2 separate regions of the Pan troglodytes genome follow, and region 2 is linked to region 1. A link is a contact called in public Hi-C data. All regions are on one chromosome and are shown on one strand. The core of a region is the stretch at or near the end of the contact, and the rest is flanking DNA. Distances in the headings are between cores, read along the strand shown. Region 1 overlaps TRPC4 (transient receptor potential cation channel subfamily C member 4). Region 2 overlaps FREM2 (FRAS1 related extracellular matrix 2).

The links. A called contact is a pair of places that touch in the nucleus more often than the background predicts.
Region 2: a contact with region 1 is called in a Hi-C map of stem cell-derived neural progenitor cells, with 2.9 times the contacts expected there. The contact joins two enhancer-like sites. A contact is called at or near these places in 2 of 7 Hi-C or Micro-C datasets (induced pluripotent stem cells and stem cell-derived neural progenitor cells).

What each region holds. Positions count from the first base shown.
Region 1 is chr14:36,760,441-36,763,933 of NHGRI_mPanTro3-v2.0_pri, reverse strand. The region is part of intron 8 of TRPC4 (transient receptor potential cation channel subfamily C member 4); the gene reads left to right. Among named protein-coding and RNA genes, the nearest start is that of POSTN, 48 kb to the right of the region's middle. Within about 2 kb of position 1,948, at least 4 of the 24 cell types and tissues checked have an H3K27ac peak or open chromatin away from gene starts, as enhancers often do. A contact at or near this core is called in stem cell-derived neural progenitor cells, where this site is marked.
Region 2 is chr14:37,870,784-37,873,953 of NHGRI_mPanTro3-v2.0_pri, reverse strand. It overlaps FREM2 (FRAS1 related extracellular matrix 2), which reads right to left. Exons shown (of 24, transcript XM_522664.9): 3 at 1,422-1,568. Among named protein-coding and RNA genes, the nearest start is that of FREM2, 77 kb to the right of the region's middle. Within about 2 kb of position 1,878, at least 3 of the 24 cell types and tissues checked have an H3K27ac peak or open chromatin away from gene starts, as enhancers often do. A contact at or near this core is called in stem cell-derived neural progenitor cells, where this site is marked.

The sequences.
Region 1 (3,493 bases), core at 699-3,198:
CTTATCCTTTATACCATCTCATTCTTAAATTTATAAGCATTTTTTAATTGATCTCTGATAAGATAGTGATGATTAATGCTGTCATAATATACTACCTTTCATAAGAGTATTTTGATTTAAAAAGAGCTTCTGGGCCAAAAAAAAAAATACCTACTCACCAAAGAAATATGTATTTCATATTTTAATTTTAGGCAATGGCAGAGAGAATCTTGGTTTTTAAGATAACAGGAAACTTGTAACAAAACACAGGGTCCTGCTCTGATGTTTTAAGAGATCCATCTGTACTGCCAACAAAAAGAATGGAGAACCAGACCAAAAACTTGACTTCCAACCCTCCCTCCTATCCTCTCACTGTTGACTCATGGGTAGGATTATGTTGCCATCATTTTTTAGAAGCAAAGAGGAGCTCTCAGTCAATTGGCTTTTCTATTAAAGTAGTGATTCATTCTCAGAGTTAAACAGTTTTATTTGCTATATATTACTGGTCTCAAAAGGAACCCACACATTTCTTTTATGTGTTTATATTTGAATTTTTTGCTCCAAGCTGATGCACAGCAAGGTAATTTGAAACTAATCAGAATCTCAAACCATTCCTTTTTTTTTTTTTAACCATTAATATTTTACTAACATTCAACAATGGCTATTTGGATGCTTTGGGAATTTATGCCAAACTAAAAAATATTCTGAGTTTTGTCTGTCTTTTCCACCAATCTAGAGCCCTGGGCAAGCACCAGCCCAATCAATATCAATGCTGTCTAAATTTACTCTTTCTCCATACTGCATTTCCAAAATGAAAAGGACATATTGTTTTCAGATGCCTACTCTTAGTTGAGCTTTATACATTTTTTGTTTATATGAAAATAAATGATAGGTATAATTTATAAGGAAGTTCTTGCTTATAAAAGTATAAGAAACGCTGGGCGTGGCGGCTCACACCTGTAATCCCAGCACTTTGGGAGGCCTAGGTGGGTGGATCACAAGGTCAAGAGATAGAGACCATCCTGGCCAACACGGTGAAACCCTGTCTCTACCAAAAATACAAAAATTAGCTGCACGTGGTGGCACGTGCCTGTAGTCCCAGCTACTCAGGAGGCTGAGGAAGAAGAATCGCTTGAACCCGGGAGGCAGAGGTTGCAGTGAGCCGAGATCGCACCACTGCACTCCAGCCTGGTGACAGAGTGAGACTCCGTCTCAATAAATAAATAAATAAATGTATAAGATAAATGAGATATAAATTAAGATGGTTGTATTATTAAAAGAGGGGTTAACTGAGAAAGTAATATCAAAAGTAATTAATTTTTCTGTGAATTTATTTCAACTTGGTTAATCCTCCTGATAGTTTATTATGTGGACATACAAAGACAATGAGATACACAAACAACTATTAATTAAAAGGTGACATTTAAGGAACAGTGACAGTCACTTTGTGAAACTAGCACATGGCTTAGAATATACCATTATACCCCAAAGGGATCTTAGATATCATTTAGCTCAACCATTTCTTTTAAAAGATAACCTGTTTACTTTGCCCATTGTCTCATGCTTTCTTAGAGACAGAGCAGGGGAAAATTGCTGGGTCTTCCATTGTTTCCCAGTTCAAACTGCTTTCCATCACCCTCTCTTATTTCCCTGAGAAGTCTGGTGAACATGCAGCAATACCTTCACTGTTGTGTCTTTTGATTGTTCTCAGCAGCCTTTGCAGATCCTATCATTGTTTTCAGCTGCCTCTTAGACTCCTGTGTCCCGAATCCCTTGTTTACCAGGCTGGTTTACCTTCTGCCCTTATCCTCAACTTGCTTATCTTTATGCTGCATTTTTGAAGCAGAAAATTCAAGCTACACTGGAAGTGACTTCATTCTTTGAAGTATTTTTCTGTAACCTTCCCATTTGTAGTTCACTTACTGACACTCGTCACCCAGCCTTTGAGTAAATGTCACTCTGCTGCTCATTCCATTCACGTTCCCAGGAAATGCCTGGGAAACCAGTACTCTTCAGGGTTGCTACATTGGCCACTCTCTAGGAGCCCATTATTGATGATCTTATCGTGCTATTTATGGCTTCCCAGTAATACTGATACAACTAGCTCTGAAAACTCATTAATTCGTATTTCTTTGTAACTCTGGACTTCATTTAATGGTTGATTGGGAGTTCCAGGTAAATTAATCTTTCACTTGACTGCTTTATGGGAGAAAGCATAAATGAAGCAGAACTGCTGTATTATTGAGCACAACATTTGTGATAGAAAGCAAACCCATTATTGAGAGATACTTCCTCTCTGGGCTATTATAAAAATCTCACGAAAAAGGCAGCCTATCCAAATAAGAAACACACTCTTAACTTGTGTTTTTGACATTGCTTCCTGTCAAATGTTTTGTTTAACCTCATTTTATCAGCAAATACCCTTCTTATCATTACAGCATTTGTTCTCAAATATTTTAGCATACAAGAATTGTCAGGAGTCTCCATTTTAACAAGCATTTCCAGTTTACAACTTTAACTAGACATTTCTATTCAAGACAGCATTGGTATCTACCACAATTTTTTTGAAGTTTTTTAATCTTTAATTCGTGTGAGTACCTAGTAGATCTGAGCTTTTTAAGCTAAAACGAAGCCAGGCTTCATGCTGTTGCTCAAAAAGTCCCGATCCATTTAATTCAAGTACGAAGATGCTATTATAATACAATACTTCCCCAAAGCATTTAATTAATGTGAGACATATTTAATGTCACAGACTAGGTTTCTAAACGAAATGTTTACATTTATATGTTACCATACCGAACCAAAAAAAAATACTAGTTCTTTTGATAAAATCATAAAAAATGTTTTTAACTTCCTTAGTTTTATGTTTTCCACTTTTTGGTTTTCTCTCAAGCACATGGTGAGAAGAACAGGAGGCAGGATGGTCTCTGGAAGATCACTCTGAGCATCACACAGCCCTGAGATACAGGTGGAATATTCAAGCCTGACTAGCTGCCCCAGAAATATGCCCAGTTAAGTCACTACAAATGAAATTAGAAACTGTGAATAGATTAGCAACAGCTATCATCACTAAAGAAAAAATGCTTATAGTACATGCCTCTCAGACTTCATTTATAGTGGCAATTTGTCAAAATGTATTGCTCCCTAATCTTTAGGACACTTAGTAGGCCTAATGACAAATCTTACAGATATGACAGTTTTCATCCGTGAGTGTCTCCGGATTCCTAAATTACTGCTGCAAGATTTGTTGGCAGGGCCTTTTGATGAAACTTTATTTCCCCAGCGGGGATATATAGAAATTAATTGCTTGATATTCTTGGTATTTCAAGAGTGAGTTCCTGAATATTTGGTTTGACAATACAACATTCAGGCATTTCACGTGAATTATTTTGATATGCTTAGAAAATGTGTTCATGAAAAGCAGTAAGCAGATGTATGCTATAAGGGTGCAGAAAGACTGTTTATAGAGAACAATATGTAGATCCATCTGCAAAGAAGCCAAACTGCAATTTTT
Region 2 (3,170 bases), core at 629-3,128, 1.1 Mb before region 1:
CAAAATGAAGATGGAAGCAGAGGCTGGGGGTGAGGCCGCGGGGAGACCAGCCCCCCTGCAACCAGAGCAACCTCAAAGACAGGGAAAGTGTAGTGTGAAAACCTGGTCTTCTAAAGTTAAAAGGAAAAAAAAAGAATTTTAAAAGTAAGGAGTAATTAATATTCAGAATCAAAACATGTCAGGGGAAATCAAAAAGAGTGGTGGGGTTCTGGCTGCAGCAAAATTACAGCGGGGTGTGTGTGGGTGTCGGGGAGGGATGTTGAGGGTGGCAGGGGTGTGTATTTCTGTGCATAGAGGTCTACTCTTTGAGGATCTTGAAGTTCATGGACCCAGTAAAATTTCAAAATAATCATTTGGAGACAAGCATAGGTTTACTAACTTTTTACTTTGCCAACATTTTCCTAGATTCCCACCTTAGTTGATAATCTCACTCAATGAAATCTCTTTTTATCCCATGCAAATTCCATTGGTCTAGATGTCTATAAAATATATGGTACCAAAAACAATATAGTTGCTTCAGGTGCTGCCATTTTAATCAACATATTAAATATTTTGTGCCAATCATATTGCTGCTTAAAAGTACCAATATACTGCCAACTTTATTTTATGCTTCTATGAAAATCAAATATGAACTTGAGGCCGGGCGCGGTGGCTCACGCCTGTAATCCCAGCACTTTGGGAGGCCGAGGTGGGCAGATCACGAGGTCAGGAGATTGAGACTATCCTGGCTAACACGGTGAAACCCCGTCTCTACTAAAAATACAAAAAATTAGCTGGGTATGGTGGCGGGCGCCTGTAGTCCCAGCTACTCGGGAGGCTGAGGCAGGAGAATGGCGTGAACCTGGGAGGCGGAGCTTGCAGTGAGCTGAGATCACACCACTGCACTCCAGCCTCGGCAACAGAGTGAGACTCCATCTCAAACAAAACAAAACAAAACAAAACAAAACAAAACAAAACAAATATGAACTTGAATTGGAGTTGAAAAAAGGTTTCATTCGTTTGCTTCTGACTCTTAGTTTTATTTAAACGAAGTAAAGCAGAAGAAAATCATTAGTATTTAACAATTTACTGTTGTTACAAAGAAAGGTCACGATACTCATGTTTCAGAAAACTTTTATCTTATGGGTAAATTACAGATTTGCCTAAGCTCATTCTAAGATCTAGTGACATTTATTTTTATTTCGTAACTGATTAGTGTTCCTGCCAATTTTTATACCAGAAAAAGATCATATGTACACAGAAGGCTTGAAGAGATAAGTACCTTGACACAAACCTGTTGCTTGTTTCTTTAGTAGTTAGAGAACTTTTAAATTTTAACTTTAAGCTCTAAGTGAACTAAACTGACACTTTAATCACTGTAGAATTATAAACCTTTGCTAGAAAAATAAAATTCTAAGACAGAAATAAAAAATTAAACTTACTTATAAAAGAAGTTTCTCCCAAGTAACCTCTACGTTTAAGAACAACATCTAGAAATTTGGAGTCCTCATTGATCAGGTAATATTCCTTTTCAAAGGAGATCCATGCCCAATTCAGACGAAAATTCTGGTTCGTTAACTTGTTTCCACCTTGAAAATAAAAATTTAAAGCCATAAATTAGTGCTTTCTTGAATGAGTGGTCTTCAAAATTCCACAGATTACTTTAATGAAACAACATTAACAATCAATACAGCTACTTAGTTTGATACACAACTCTGGAATATGTACATGGAGATACAGCTTACAGTCTAGGGACTGTTACACATACATTCAATCGCTGACATAATTCTTCACAAATTCCTTGCTGTTTTAGGAGGGGAAGTAGGTAATGGGTAGGAAGTGCACAACTACTAGAGGCTATTTAGTTTAATCCTAAAACTAAATATCCAACTTGCAGGATAACTCACTTCCCACAAGGTGCCGCTGGAGAGCAAGTTTTCTAATCAGAGGGCTGCAAGGCTCCTTTGTGATGTTCTACAAAACACACACACAACTTCACAAATACTTTTTCCGGTTCACAGAGCAATTGGGTGGAAAGTTTTAATTATAACCACTTAAGGAAAAACAAATATCCCTTCTCCGCCTCCCTTCCCCACTATATTCCACTCCATTCCTTAGAGCAAACAGACAGTTCTTTTCATTGATTTCCATTCCTCTCTGAAGATAAGGTTTTCCCCTCCCATCTTCCCACCAAAATGGAGCGGGCTGCCTATCAGGAGAAAATAAACCTTGCGTGTGATCTCTCTAATGTGAAAGCGACTATGTTGGGTAAATGAAAGGAAAAATGGTTATCAGCTGATCACTCTGCACGCATCCCTCTACTTCTTTTGATCTACACCAATTATTTCAGAGTAAGGTGAGGTTTACAAACAAAGGCATCAGTCTGAAAGAGGCTGTAAAAAAAAAAAAAAAAAAAAAAAAAGCCTAAGTAACAGACACAGCTAGAGGCACAGTTTTCATTCTAGTTTCTTCTCTTTGCAGTTCACATAGAAAAAGAAATGAAAGAGGAAAATCTCAAAACTTTAATAGATGACAAAAAAAATCTACACAAGGGAAAATGTTGAGTGAGCGAAGACATGAAAATACATTCATCTTTGCTCGAACTTTAAAAAAATAAAAACTGCAGCAACTTTGAGCTATCAACTTAACAGGTACTAAAGATTAAAGAGAATACCTTGTACAACTGAGATTATGTAGGGAAATTGTTTTCTTGTTTACTGTTGTTTGGCTTTCAAATTAGCACAAGCCTTTTGGACAGCTATGTGCCAATGTGTGCAAGGGGCAAAAAGATGGTTATAGCCTTCAATCTTGTCGCTCCTTCTGTGGGATTTTTGCTTTAAGAGAAGCAGAAATATATTTGTAAGGAACTATTCATTGCAATATTTTCTATAATAACCCCAAACCTTAAAAACTATCTTATAGTATATCAAATCAATAAAATGTTATTCAACTCCCAAACAATAAATATGAAATTGTTGTTGGAACACTGAAAATACTTAAAAACACAACAACAAATGGTACTGATGCTGTGAATGTAGCTTTGTAAAATGAGACATGATACAGGAGAAGCTGCTTGGTGTTTTAAATGGTGGGATTATGGACTTTCCTATTTTTAGTTAATTTATCAACTATAAAATATAAACAGATTGGGGCCGGGCGCGGTGGCTCACGCCTGTAGTCCCAGCACTTTG